3 separate regions of the Mus musculus genome follow, and all the other regions are linked to region 1. A link is a contact called in public promoter capture Hi-C data. All regions are on one chromosome and are shown on one strand. The core of a region is the stretch at or near the end of the contact, and the rest is flanking DNA. Distances in the headings are between cores, read along the strand shown.

Region 1 (4,992 bases), core at 1,637-4,136:
TTGGTTGAGTGGCTATTTCCCAGAAACAGTTCTACCCCGTGGAAGAGAAATTGAGCACTGGTATTGGGATTTTATTACTATGCCTCTTGGAGAAGGTGGAAGAATCTCTAGTGTTGCATTGCCAGTAAAGCAACTCTCCTGCTGGTAGCATTCTGCACACTGGAAGGTGCCTGGTGGACAACTTGTAAGTTACTTCCTCTTTATTCCAGGGGCCACACTGCACCCAGCCCTGTTCCTCCAGTGCCTGCTCTCTCTGTGTCTAGGACCAATCTGTCGGAGATATTGATGGGGTGAAGTGTTCATGGCTCCTGGAAGTTACAGTTTCCTTCTGTGTAGTACTCTGTGTTGTGCCCTGTACCGTGAAGAAATCTGTACAGCCTACAGAACTGGTCTCTGCTCCAGTCAACTGTTAGTAGGGAAGTAGGGTTGGTTTCACTTTGTCCATGTGGTTAACAAGGCATAGCCATTTCCTGCAGAAAGAACTTGGCTGGGTACATTTTTCCTGGAGAGAGAGGTTTTGGTTTTAATTTTTTTTTTTTTTTTGACAGTCTCACTATATAGGCCAGGCTGGCCTCAAATGCACAATTTTTTTGCCTCCCAAGTGCAAGAATTAAAAACATGCCTCACCACACCCATCTTTAGCAGTGGAGCTGAAGTTTCATGGACCTTCAGTTCACAGAGCAGCTAAGGAGCTTCATGGGGAGTTAGTGAGAGAGCACTTGCTATAGTGTCTATCCTGCTGGCTCTGTTCATCATGTGCCCTCAGCATCTTTGTGGGGCGGCACCCACTAGGACTCCAGAATCCTACAGCCTTGCTAGCAGATTGAAAAAAAAAATCACTAAAGGAACGAAAAGGGGGGAAACGAGTGAGTGATCATGGTGATCTTGATAAACAGCGACACAGAAAAAGCAAAAGTGGGCCAGAGATAGAACTCAGTAGTAGAGGACTTACCTAGCATGTGAGAAGACCTGGGCTCAATCCCGATTAAGCCTGGCACCTCAAAAATATTGAGGGGTGGGGAGAGAATGAATACTAAGGAACAAAAGAGGATACTGTCAATCTAAAAAAAAATCAATATAAAAAAATCAATATAACCATATGTATAGGACTAGAACAAAATACATGAAAATAGTTATTATTTGGTCCATACATTTATAAATAATTATTGTTTTAGCTGCTGTTTTCCAAACCCTCCACAAAGGGAATGTGGTATTTGGGTCAATGGGGTTTCTGAGGGTAAAGGTGCTCTTGTGTAAGCCTGATGACCTGAGTTCTAGCTCCAAATTCCACACCAATGAACTGACTCCTGAAAACTGTTCTCACAGTGCCACGTATGTGCTCTGGCACACATGTACATGGAGGCACATGCACAGACACACAATAACTTTTTAAAAAGCACTCCGACACCTCTATACCTCTATACCTGCCCAAAAGGTTATAATAGATTTTCAGATTAAAGAATCACAATGATTAATTGTTGAGTTCTTATCAAATGTTGCTTCCTCTGTGAATCAGACTGTTGCCCCACTATGGGGCCTTAGAAGCCCCTGTCCAACATTCTTGTACTGCTCATCAACCATAGGGAATTGTTTACAATATCTTCAGAAACCTCGGCGCTCTTTGAAAGAAGAAACTGATTCCCCATCTCTGAATCAACAGGCTCTAGCACAAACTAAACATTCTAAGGCTCATGCCCCAGAAAACCAGTGAGTAGGAGTATTCTAAATTCGATCACATTTTCCCTGAGATTTCCTCCACAGCTGCGACGACCTGGGGAGGCCTGTGGGAAGATTTGGAAGGAAAAACTGCTTTTGAAGAGCCAGAACTGAGGTTTCAGAGACCCTGGAGAAAACAGAGCTGATCCAAGTTGGATTTTCCTGACCTCTGCCGAGACTGTCACGTGGTGGCGCATAGAGAATTCCCTAATTCTGTTTATCCCTTTGGAATCTCTCATCCTTTCTAGGACTTCCCCTGGGAACAGGGGAAACCCCAGTGCTAGGGACTGGGCTGTGTCACCAATAACTGCATTTAATCCCAAACCACAAATAATGTTAAGTATCAGGGAAGGGTGTGGTTGTCAGTTAGGATACACTTCAGTCGTCTCTAAATATCTTCCAGAAGTTTCTTCCAAAGAGCTTTTTAGAGCCAAGTAGAGTCAAGAAGGGGGCTCCGAAACAGATCTTAGTAATATTGGCCACAGCTGAAACTATCGACCAAGCAAAATCACAAACTGTACCAGGAAAGGTGAACCCTGTAACAAAGAAGCTCCTGAAGCTGACAAGCACTAGGACACGCCCTGATCCTCACCACTCAGTGGTGGCAAGGCTAGGCTGAAGCCCAGGGGCCTTGCTTCTGCACTCAACACAGGCGACCCCAAGACCAGGTCCTAGAGCAAGCTAGGTGTAGAAGCGTTCCTCCTGCTTATCTAGGAAATTATTCCTAACCCTGCAGGTTCTCGCAGAGGCTCTTGGCTCTGGTTCTGGCCATTGTGCCTCCCGAGACGGCTGGATTCTTATTTCTACACTCACCCACTTTCTAAAATCAAACCTGAGAGGAAGGGCACGGCCCTGGATGAGAATGCCCTGAAATACTAAGAGCATTCTTCCGCAGGGACGTTTACAATAGGGCTGTCCCTGGGGACGGGCAAAGTTAGTCTGTTGGCAGAGTGGGAAGGGTGTGTGTGTGCGTGTGTGTTGCCTTGTGTTTTGGAGAGAGAAGGAGAGAGAGAGAGAGAGAGAGAGAGAGAGAGAGAGAGAGAGAGAGAGAGAGAGAGAGAGAGAGAGAGCGCTGGTGGGGCGGGGTGGGGGGCAGGAAGGGAGGGATGGGTGGGGAGGGCAGATGCCTGCCCTCCAGGCTCCTCCCGCTCCGGGGCGCCTCCGCCCTCTGTACCCGCCTCGCGTACAAAGACGCGCGGTCTTCGGCACTAGCCTCATCGTGGTGTGCCCAGCTCTTCCAAGGACTGCTGCGCTTCGGGGCCCAGGTGAGTCCCGCACCTAATATCTGCCCTCTGGGAACCCCACACCCGCTTGCTTCGGCCTCCAGCCAGGCTTCGCGAGGAGCCGCGCCCCGCGAGCCTGGGTGGGGCCACCCCTCCAGCTCGCACACTGCTTCGGATGCCCCCAGACTCGCTGGGGCGGAGGCCAGTCTTGTCTGGAGCTACCCCATCCTGGCGTTGGAGCCGCTGTTCTGTTCTCCTTTTCGGCATGTGGTTCTTCATTCTCATCTTTTCTACTTTGCAACTAGTCTTAGAGTTAACTGGAGTTTAGCAGAACCTGCTTGCGCTCTGTCCTAGTTGGCAGTTCCATGAAGCTTCAGGCTACAGGCAGAGCTCAGGCTGTTTGAGCCGCTTTGGCCAGGGAGGACTGGAGGCTTGGCAGCTGGAGGATTCCCTTTCTGAAGGACCCTGCTCTGCTTGTTGCCTTAGCCTCAGTGCAAATTCCAGGTTGCTTCGGAAGGATCTTTAAAGTAGGACTTTCTGTCTCTCTACCAAGTGTTCCTCTAGCTACTCGGATTAAATAAAGGGAACCAGAGAGAGATGGAACGAGAGAGCAGGCTTGGTGAAGAATCTTCAGTCTGGGATTAATTTTCATGTGGTGCAGTGAGAGGGACGTACCTGCTTCACGGCCTGAGCTTGGCAACAGGAATGACTGACCTCTTTCCTAGCCCTGCCTGGGAGGACTCTGGAGAAATTGCTGAGTGGGTGGCAAGCAAAACAGAAATGTGACAGACCAGCAGAGCCCGGATCCACATTCTGAAATCCACAGGACCCACCTCCCTCATTTTCCTACCCCCACCCCCCACCCCAGGAAAGCCAGACACATTCTGCAGGGTGGGGCTAGCACAAAGGGTTCCTGGATTCTCCTAGTGATCTGTGGCCTGTGACTCAGCTGTGAGACCTTGGGTGTGGCCTAGCTGGTTGCTGATTCTCTGTGGATGGTTTGAACAGATCGCTCCCTGAAGGAAAAGAGGAACTGTGCCATCTTCCAGGGCATTTTCCAAGAGGAAATGAGTCACAACTAACTGGCCACCAACCTGCAGGAGGGGTTTCTTGTCTGAGCTGCCTGGAAGGGCAGTAATTAGACTGGCAGAACCATTCCAAGTCTGTCTCTCTCCCCCCCGCCCCCCCCATTCCCCAAGCTTCAGTTTCAGCTTCCAGGAGTGGATTTTTGCATGTTATACTTCAAATTAGGTAGAAACTCTCTGTCAGAGAGCTTGCCTTCGGTGTGTTTCAGCAAATTGCAAACGATAATGCCCGACGTTGGAGCAGGAAGGAGGAGTTCATATAACTCCCTGAAATTTCATTTACCTTAGTCCTCCTCCCATTGCCTATGCACTGTCACTGACAGTCTAAGAGTAGTGTTGTTTGTTTGTTTGTTTGTTTGTTTGTTTGTTTTTGGTCTGCTTGGCATAGAGCAGTTATTTGGGTTCCCCTAATTTCTGAGTGATGCTGTTCCCTGGCTTTTCCTAAATACAACATCAAATGGGCCGTTGTCCTCTTATGCCTGGCCTCTGGCCAGCCTCTGAGCAGTCACCCCAATGTGGTCAGGCCCTGGGCTGGGTGGGGCTGAGGCTGGATACCTCCCTGCTTTCTACTGACAGGAGAGAGAGAGAGAGAGAGAGAGAGAGAGAGAGAGAGAGAGAGTGTGTCATGGAGTCATGTCTCCCCACCTCCCAGCAAATACATAAGTATTTGATATGCCTTGGACACATTCCATTCATTTAAGCCTAGCTAAGAGAACAATAGGATTCTTTCAGAATTATGAAATAAATTAATGCTCACAGTGCTGGGGAAAGATGGGCTCTCAGGATTCACAACTTAGGAATCACACCTCAAAAGCAAAGGGAGTAACAGGCTTGGCAGTGTGAGGGTCTAGCTCTTCAGGACCACCACCCCTGGAGGGAGGCAGGGAGGGACTGATTGACTTTTAAAGACAACTTTCAACCCTTCAACTAAATAATTCTCACTTGTCCATGTAGCTGATGTTGTTGGT
Region 2 (4,734 bases), core at 376-2,875, 2.9 Mb before region 1:
TAATTATTGCTTAAAACCGTTAGCTAGTCTATTTCTTGAGATAAATTACCAGTGAATGATGGACAAATCAAAGATATTTAATAAAGTTTTTTAGGGTTCTAGCTTGGCATTTCCAAATAGTTGAGAAAATTGAGCCATATTTTTAGCATAGAAAGACAATAGGGGTTTGATAAGCCACTTGTCTGTTGAGGAAATTGTGTCGTTAGAGGAATGCAAACTGGAAAAGGTACTAGGTTAAGTATTTGCTATTATTAAGTGTGTCTTTATGCTATGGTTGTTGTGGTGCTGGGACTGAGCCCTGGGACTCTAGTACACTTACTCTGTACCTTCAATTTCTGGGGAACTTTCTGGGATGCAGAGAAGACTCTCAATCAGTTGCTTGATCTTTGGCGCCACCTTCTGGGAGATACACTCATCAGCCTGCGCGGTCCTGTGTGCTACTTGGGCTGAGATGGTCAGACAGAAGCTGCCACTGAGAGAAGGCTTGTACTGGGGTGAGATGAAGAAGGAGAGTTAATTTTCCCTTCATAGTTAAGTGGCATTTGTGTAGAGACCAGATGTACAGGTCTGGACTAAGAGTTATGGTCTACTAAGAGTTAGTTCTAGGTTGCAGTTCGTTATTTCCTAATGGTCTAAACTGATCCTAGCACTGTGTGTGTGTGTGTGTGTGTGTGTGTGTGTGTGTGTGTGTGTGTGAGAGAGAGAGAGAGAGAGAGAGAGAGTAGGTCTTGACCTCCACACACCATCCAGTCTACTAAAGCAATATCTTAGCTCTTTAAACTTAGAAAGTCAAGGTTCCGCATTGGCTAGGTGCACAGAGCCTTTACCTTTCATGTGTTTGCTACCCAGAGCTTTGCCCTTTTAAGCATGCATGTGTACCATGTCAACTCCATGTCTAGAGCAGGCCGTACTGTTCCATCCCTCCAAGCCTTTGCTTGCACAGTCCCCTCTGCCAAGAGCTACTCTATTCTCCAGAGCAACTCAACATTTATTTTCAAGACACTGCTCAAATAACACCTCCCTAAGTTGTCTTCCCCAATTATTTTTTTCTGGGAGGAGGTGGCCCTTGATGGGTACCCTGATTGTCCTATACTTGCCTAGGGCACATGGTGTCCATGTATAACTGTCAGCCCTGTTCTTCAACCCCATCCTGTGAGCAAGCTGGCCAAGTGTCTTATTCATGTTGCCTAGTAGAGGGCCTGACATGCTGAAAATACTCATGAAATATTTGTTGATTGAGTGGATGAATGTGATTCATTACTGTGGACTTCAGAGGTTCACTAATTGAGGGAGGGTGTCCAAGGAAGCTGTTTTTAAGGATGTCCCTGGGGCTAGGAGGTGGGGTGGGATGGTGAGCTCTGATTGGAGGCAGTGGATGTATAATGAAGCCTTGGTGATTCTTAGGTTTTTCAGGTCCTGGAGGTGGGTCCCTAAAGCCAGGAGTATGACGATGTCATTCCAGGAATGCAGTTAAGGTTTGGTCCTGCTGTAGAAGAACCCGTGGAAAGCCACTCACTGGCTGTCATAAATGGGTGGGCAGGGAATGGGCAGGATGTCTAGCATGGTAGAAGTTCCCCTCCTCAGAAGTCTGCCTTTTGTCTGATTTCCAGGATTGTACAGAGGCCAGGCTGTGGATGCTGAGCAGCCCTGCACCAAGAGCAACAGGTCAGTGTCTCCTTCAAGACGATCTCAGGGGGTGGTATGGGCTGTGCTGGGTATGTGCAGCTCTTAGAGAACAGAGACCCTTAGCTTGTATGTTATGGAGAACATGCACAGTATGAACAAGTGCTCCAACAACAGAACTGTGGCCTCAAAGTGGTTTAAAATCCCAGAGGACAAGCGTGTCTTTGGGCTTGTCCACAAATACAAGAATTCAAGGCCAATTCTAGGTGTAGCAGCTGTGTAATTTTGGTAAATTCCCTAGCCTCTTTGGATTTCATTGTCCCTCCAGGAGAATAGGGTCATGATGATCAACTCCTCAGGGTCCTGTGAGGATTAAATGGGATGAGGTTTGATACTTTGCCTATCATCTATCTGGTCCAGAAGAAGCGGAATGTATGGTTGATATGATTGTTGTTTGCACAGGGTTTAGGGAAGGCTGTTACTTCCTATCACCTCTATGGAGTGAGTGGCCATGGGCATCAGATGGACAGTGCATAGAGTTGTGAGTAGGCCACAGGATAGGGCTCACAAGAGCATAGACTTATGCTGGGGTGTGTGTGTCAACGCCTAGAGAAGATAACATGTCAGTGGTGGGGACAAAGGTGCCAATGGCTGTGCTGTCTGTCTGTATATTCCAGTGAGAAAACGCACGAACAGCACAATGCCCAGTCTGATTCTCCTGCGCAGTATAATTACCTTAATGTTCTGCTGGTCCCATCAAGTAGTTTATTGTAGGGGAAGGGATCTTGCCTCTTTGAGGATTTCCACATCGTCATTGTACACAACCAAAACAGTGCCTTGCTTCAAACCATCTTTAGTTTGTTCAGATCTTGACTATTAGCAACGAGGAGACCACTCCTGGACCCAGGAAGGCCCTCAGTTCCAGTGAAGGGACTCACTCTTAGTTCAGGCAGGAAAGCTTGTTGCGGGCAGAGCTACTGAACCAAATTCACATGGGACCAGCAGGGGTCCAAGGAGGCCTCTTTCTGATGCAGCACAGGGAAGTGGGTGGGTGGGTGGGCGCGCGGGGTGGGGGGAGATGTCTCCAGGAGGAAGAATCCCTCCAGTTAGCAGACCTGATTCTTCTTCCTCCTTACAGACTCTCCGCTGTCCCAGAGCCTCCTCCTCTGCTCTGCAGATCTGCCTGTACCCTGAAGGGTCCATCAGTCATGCCAGACACACCAGTGGAGGACTCCCTCTTCCAAATCATACACTGCTTCCATCACTATGCTGCCCGGGAAGGGGACAAGGAGACCTTGTCCCTGGAGGAGTTGAAAGCTCTGCTCTTGGATAGTGTGCCTCGCTTCATGGACACCTTGGTATGTAGGGTCTGGGGCTGGAGTGGGAGATGAAGAGAGAACCAAAGTGCCCAGAGAATGCTGTTTGTTGGATTGGAAGTGAGCAGTGAGGTGGTTAGGTGGGAGGAACTGACGACTCCCAAGAGAATCTCCTGTTCCTGAAAGGAGGATGGAGGAGGGAGGGCATGCAGAGGGCAGGGTTTGCTTTATTTCCTGTCCTTCTCTCCTCTGAAGTCACCAGCTTAGTTTCACTCCAGTACCATGAAGAGCTAATCTCTGAGACTACAGCCTGACACCACACCTTTGGATTCTTCTGCCTCCTGTGTCCTGAGAGCATGACAGGCTCAGAGCTGTTTTCTGTTCACTAGCCACTTTAGTTAGTGACATTGCCACAAACTCAGACTCTCTCTATAAGTTCTCAGAATAAAAGTCTCTTCACCAGCATGTCTGCCATGAGTCTAGAGTAGGTAATTTAGGCTGTGGAGACTGCTCTAATCTGGTGGTCATGGGAAATAAAACCTCTTCTCCTTCCCATGCCTAGGGCTTCTTAGAGTCAGATGGAGCCAGCTTCAGATCCTGCCTAGCCTTATAGAGCCTGTTCATCCAGTCTGTGATTAGTTCTAATCCTCAGCCATTGTGCTTCTTAGGGACTGCATGTCTGAAGGAAAGCGAGGATGCTGTCTTCTGAAGTCTTTGGTGTCTCAGGCTTTCTGGCTTGCCACCTTTCGAGGAAGTGAGAGTCTGCTCATTTCTGTAAAATATTTCCTTCACTTACTTCCAGGCTTTGAGAAAGAGCATAAAGGCAACCTCATTCTTTCTGCAATGTTCCTCTGAGGGCTTAGAAGACAGCCAGGATAGGAGTTCCTTGCTAACTGTTTTAAGGAAGTATTTCCCTTCTGGGAAGAACTCCTTGGGACTGCCTTAGATTGCCCAGGCCTGCGATCATACAACCCATAGAATTGCCTTTGCTGAAGGGCTCTTGGGGACAGAGACAAGGGCATAGCTAGTAGACTTAGTGAGGATGAGTATTGATAAGGGAGCTGAGGAGAGCCCATCAGATGTAGAAAGACTTGTACTCTGGATGTGATGGGGTTATAGGATGGTGGGGCTGGTAAGGGGAGAGAAGCTGCTGATTTCCGACAGAGATGAGGGGCTGCCCTCTAGGTCTAAAGCGACTTACAAATGTGTTACCTTCCTTCCCACAAACACTTCCCAGATACTCCATTCTGTGCGTGAGCATGCCCACATATACCAGGAAAACCTTGCTGAAACCTGCTTTTCCTGCCCTTCCCTCATTTTCTACCATGTCCTCCATCTCCACCTGTCTCATATCTTCTTTGTAAGGACCCCAGCTGTCCTCACACTCCTCTCCCATCTCCAACAGTCCTTTCCATTGCCATTTGGATCTTCAGCCTCAGGGTTCTCAGCTTGGATATCCTGGGCAGCTTCTGTGGCCATTTCTCTGCCCTAGTCCACTTTCCGCATACAATAGATGAACCAGGTAGTGTTTCTAGGTAGGTAGCAAAGCATGCAGATATCTATCTGACTTGGAGACGGTCCTGCTGGAGATGTGTGCATGCATGGGAACAGGTAGACTTTCCCCTTAAGGAGCTCTGGGTATGGAGAAAGAAGACAGTGCCTTGCCTTCAGGAAGCCTATACAAGCATCTCTTATGGAGGCTTACAGTGCATTTGGGAAGTCAGCACAGATACAGGCTGTATGTGAGTGAAGTGGTTCTGGGGACTCCAGGCTGCTGGACTTCAATTCAGTAATT
Region 3 (4,410 bases), core at 1,265-3,764, 3.0 Mb before region 1:
ATGGTGAAGTTAGGTGCTGAGGTGGGGTGGAGTTCTAAGTGAAGGCCCAATTAAGCATTCTTTCCATGTGCATTCTCCAACTCCATGTCTCCAACAAGGCATGCCTCTAGGCCTCTCCCAGCTTTCTCTCGGTGGACAGAGAAGCTGTGTTCTCAGGGGCTGTGGCTGTGCCCAAAAACGTGAAGGGCTGTTGGATAAGAAAGTGGGCTCAGGAGCCAGGCTGCTGGGCTCGTCCAGCCTATTAAACATTCCTTTGTTATTGTCTGTTTCTCCCACTAGATTGTCATCTCCCTTGAGAGGGACTGTGTCTGTTTTGTTTATGCTATACCCCCGATGCCTAGTATCAGTGCCTCTAATTACTTGTATAAACAGTGACTAGCAAGCCTGCCACTCATTAGTCATATGATTCCGGGCAAGTTGTTACCTCTCGGAGTTAACATTTACCAAGCCTTCACTGTATTTTAGCAGTGTTTATTCCATGAGCCTTGCTTGTGCTAACTCAAACTCCACAAGAGCCTTATGAGATGGTTACTATTTTTATTTCCATCAATGAGGAAAATCAGGTCACAAGAGCAGAGATGACATGCTTAAGGTAGCTGGTAGCAGAGGCTTAACACAGATGAGATTAAGTCATTGACCTAGAAGCAAATTAATTGTTGGTCTACTCTGGCCCCTCCTTCTGCGGCCATGTGACCCTCTCCGTCCTGTGTCTCAGACTGCTCATAACTCCTTGCCAATAAAACAGAGTTAATCACAACTCATACTTCCTTCTGCCTCCATTGCCCACTCCCCTCATCCACAGCCTGGCAACCTCGAAGAGGAGATTGTGTCCCAGACAAAGCTGGGTACCGAGCCCAGGGTGAGGGCCATACAGGCATGAGGTTTTTTGTCACTGGCCAGGAAGCCAGGTTTCTCTTCTCCTTCCTGTATTCTTCTGGGTGTTGTGTTTTTTTTTTTTTTTTTTTTCTTGTGGAATGGAGAAGCTTTGGGGTGGGAGAGAACAGAGAAGCAGCAGGAGGGTATTTCCATGTCTGGTCAGTGGTGGTCTCCCCCATGCCAGCTAAGAATGGCAGGGGAAAACAAAGAATAGCCAGAAATGCCAGGCAGAATTAAAATGATCAAGTTCAAACATCAAAGACCAACAAGGAATTAAGCCCAGACATGGTGGTGCACACCTCTCACCCCAGAACTTGGGAGGCAGAGGCAGGCAGATTTCTGTGAGTTTAAGGTCAGCCTGGTCTACAGAGTGAGTTCCAGGATAGCCAGGAGATAGCTATGTAGAGAGACTCTGTCTCAACAAACAAAACGAGTTCCTCTGTGGTTGGAGAGATGGCCCAGAGGTTAAGAGTACTTGCTGTTCTTGCAGAGGACCCAGATTTGGTTCTCAGCACCCACATCAGGGGGCTTACAACTATCTGTAACCCCAACTCTGTGGGGACTCAGTGCCTGTGGCCTTTATAGGTACCTGCACTAATACAGACAACACTCACAGACAGACACATAAGGGAAAATAAATTACAATCTTTCAAAATAAAATCAGATCTTTAAAACAACAATAAACCAAACCAAACAAATAAAAACTTGTTTAAAAAACAAAAACAAAACCGAAAACCTCAAGTGATGGCAAAGTCTGTGAAGCTGAGCAGGGCGGGCACCCTGAGGGCTCTGGCCATACCCACTCTCAAATTTGGGTTTGATGATTTGGGGGAAAAGACACAAGATGAAGCCCAGGGCTCACAGAGGTGATAAGTAGAGACTTGATCCTGGAACCCCATGGGGTAATATGCTTAAGCCAAAAAACGAACACTCTGCCCCAGGACTGCCTGGAAAGTCACTCGCCCCAGCACAGAACACAACAGTGGAACCTTGTGAGCTCTGGAGCTTGGGGACATGCCAGCTTTCTCATGAATCTGTGACCCAAGTTCATCCATTATCACTTGGAGCAGAAAGGCAAGAAAGTTCAAGCCCTGACAGCTGGTGGCTGCCTCAGAGAACAGCCTTCTCTCTAGGCTTCAAAAATACCTCCTTTCCTCCAGCGAAATAAGCAATTCACAGTCAAAGGCCACCCAACACTCAGTGCTCTGGAGGCTGGGCAGAGAGGGTGTTCCATGGCCTCAGACTCCTCACCTGTAAATAGGAGCCTTAGCCAGATGCTCCCAAGGTCTCCCCTGCACAGATACTCTCTGGAGGTACACCCTAAGAGAGCCCAAGATGTGTCCCCATTTTGTATTCTTGGTCTCTTCACAATAAAGAGCTCAGTAGAGGGATGTGTGTAGCTGGAAGATGCAAGCAGGAAGCTGTTACCAGTTCCCAGCTTTGGGGAAGGGCAGAGGGGGGAATGAGTAGGGGAGCGGTGCCTGAGACTCTGACTGGGTCTTTGATGTGTGCGTTGCTAGGTGGGCGGTGGGCCTGTAATAGAGGCTACTGAGGGATGGAGGCAGGGGACCCTGAGGGCAGCCTCAGCGTTGACCTACTTGGGTCCTTATAATTGCTCCCTTCATCTCTCGAGAGGCTACAAATAGGGACACCCAGTTGGTAGGCTCCTACAGCTGAAGCAACAGCAGCAGTGGTGAGTATGGTTGCTTGGGAACTGCATTGGGCTCGGAGTTGGGGCAGCTCAGAAAGCCCTCAACAGGTAGCCTGTTCCTGGAGACAGGGTCTGGATATGGGAGCAGAAAGCTGATGTGAGCAGGTGATGGGGACTCAGAGGGTCCCTTGTACACTAAGGAGCTGTAAGGAAGTTTGTTTTGGGTAGTGTGCCCAGCCACGATCTTGTACTGATGTGGGGGGGACAGTAGCCAGCTATGCTTCTGGGGTAGCCCTTAGTGAGCTCCGTGCTTTTGCTCCTTGACTCTTTGCTTCATTCCTGGGGACGAGTTGGGACAGGCCAGGGCTGCAGGAGAAGAGAGGATTCCTTTGAGTCTTCAAGCCCTGTGCTTCTGAAATAGCAACTGAAGTGGCGCCAGGCAGGCTGGGAGGAATCAGAAGGGCTCAGAGGAGCCGAGCTCCTGGGATCACCCCTCTTTCCTCTCCAAGGATCATGGTGCTTTCCTCTTCTGGGAACATGGATCCTTGCTGCAGTGCCAGGCTATCACAGAGAATTAGACCCCCATAATGCTTGACACTTCAGCCCCATTCTCCTACTTTCCTGCCAGCTACAGTCTTGCTAGCTATTTGCTCCCCATAGAGGGAACTCACCAGGAAGAGTCTTGGCTCTGGCTACCCTGTGTTGGAGGACTCTAGTCCCCCGAGGGAGTCAGGAGTGAGTCATTGGACTCACATGGAAACAACTCCATTGCCTCCCTGCCAGCCCAGGGTTCGCCCAGGCTGCATGGGCAATGGAAGGGGACAATAGATGTGGGGTGAAGGAAGGAATTCTAGGAAGTGTTTCCCTTCCATCTCAGTGGGGGACTCTTCTCAAAGCCTTCTGAGGTCCCCCGGGGGATGGGAGGATAGCTAAAGGATGGAGTAGGTCATAGATGAGTAGATCTATGTATGAACTGGTGGACTCTGCAGACGCCACCTGGTCCATGTTTCTGACTAGGCCTGTGAGGCTAGATTATCCCACTTTGCAGATAAGACAACTGAGACCCAGAGAGAAACAGTTCGCTCAGGGCTTCAGAGTGCACAATAGAATGAGGGTCCTCAATTGCAGTTTCTTTGAGTTCAGGGTAGGAGGCATAGTGAGGTGGAGGGGTCCTGTCAGGCCTCACCACTGCCTCTGGCATTAGCCTCACCAGGATCTGGACAAAGAAGCCCTGGGCAGGGCTTCCTGTGCAAGCTCTTACAGGATGACGCTCCAGGTCTCCAAAAGGCAGAGGCTTTCTAGGATCAAGGGCAGCATCACATGGAATGGTGCCCAATAAAAGACTGAGAATTCCCAGGTGTTGTGATGGGAAACGATGGGAGGGAGTCAGAGTCAGAGGGAGGCTCCCAGTTGGGGTGAAGGTGGTAGATATTCTGCTCCTGAGGAATTTATGGTGATGTCAGGGAACTGAAACTTCTGTCTAGAAAAATCACAACAGGCACAGCGGGGAGGTGAATTGATTCCTTGCGAGTCATACCCTTGTTTTGTGACAGTGAGGATGACCCGGCCCCTGGAGCAGGCAGTAGCTGCCATCGTGTGCACCTTCCAGGAGTATGCAGGGCGCTGTGGGGATAAATACAAGATCTGCCAGTCGGAGCTCAAGGAGTTGTTGCAGAAGGAGCTGCCCACCTGGACGCCGGTGAGCACCTCATATCTCTCCCCACTTGGACTCTGCAAATCGTGGCCTAGGGCCAAGCAGCAGCATAGGGTAGCACATGAGCTGAGACACAGGGCTGGGAAGGGGGACTGAAATGGGTGTCTTATCAGGTGGGTAGGATGAGGTTGGCCCCATGAGGGTTTTGGTTTGGAATGGGGCAGCCTAA

What was found. Promoter capture Hi-C pulls out the DNA fragments that hold promoters and counts their contacts.
Region 2: a contact with region 1 is called in a promoter capture Hi-C map of hippocampal neurons, with 5 times the contacts expected there. The contact joins the promoter of S100a7a here to the promoter of S100a10 in region 1. A contact is called at or near these places in 2 of 39 promoter capture datasets (cranial neural crest and hippocampal neurons).
Region 3: a contact with region 1 is called in a promoter capture Hi-C map of cranial neural crest. The contact joins the promoter of S100a3 here to the promoter of S100a10 in region 1. A contact is called at or near these places in 5 of 39 promoter capture datasets (the 3T3-L1 cell line, cranial neural crest, frontonasal cranial neural crest and 2 more).

The regions. Positions count from the first base shown.
Region 1 is chr3:93,552,231-93,557,222 of GRCm38.p6, forward strand. It overlaps S100a10 (S100 calcium binding protein A10 (calpactin)), which reads left to right and starts at 2,887. Exons shown (of 3, transcript NM_009112.2): 1 at 2,887-2,981.
Region 2 is chr3:90,652,677-90,657,410 of GRCm38.p6, forward strand. S100a7a (S100 calcium binding protein A7A) reads left to right here and starts at 1,626. Exons shown (of 3, transcript NM_199422.1): 1 at 1,626-1,665; 2 at 2,762-2,981. The coding sequence starts at 2,832.
Region 3 is chr3:90,597,700-90,602,109 of GRCm38.p6, forward strand. S100a3 (S100 calcium binding protein A3) reads left to right here and starts at 2,515. Exons shown (of 3, transcript NM_011310.3): 1 at 2,515-2,569; 2 at 4,081-4,226. The coding sequence starts at 4,086.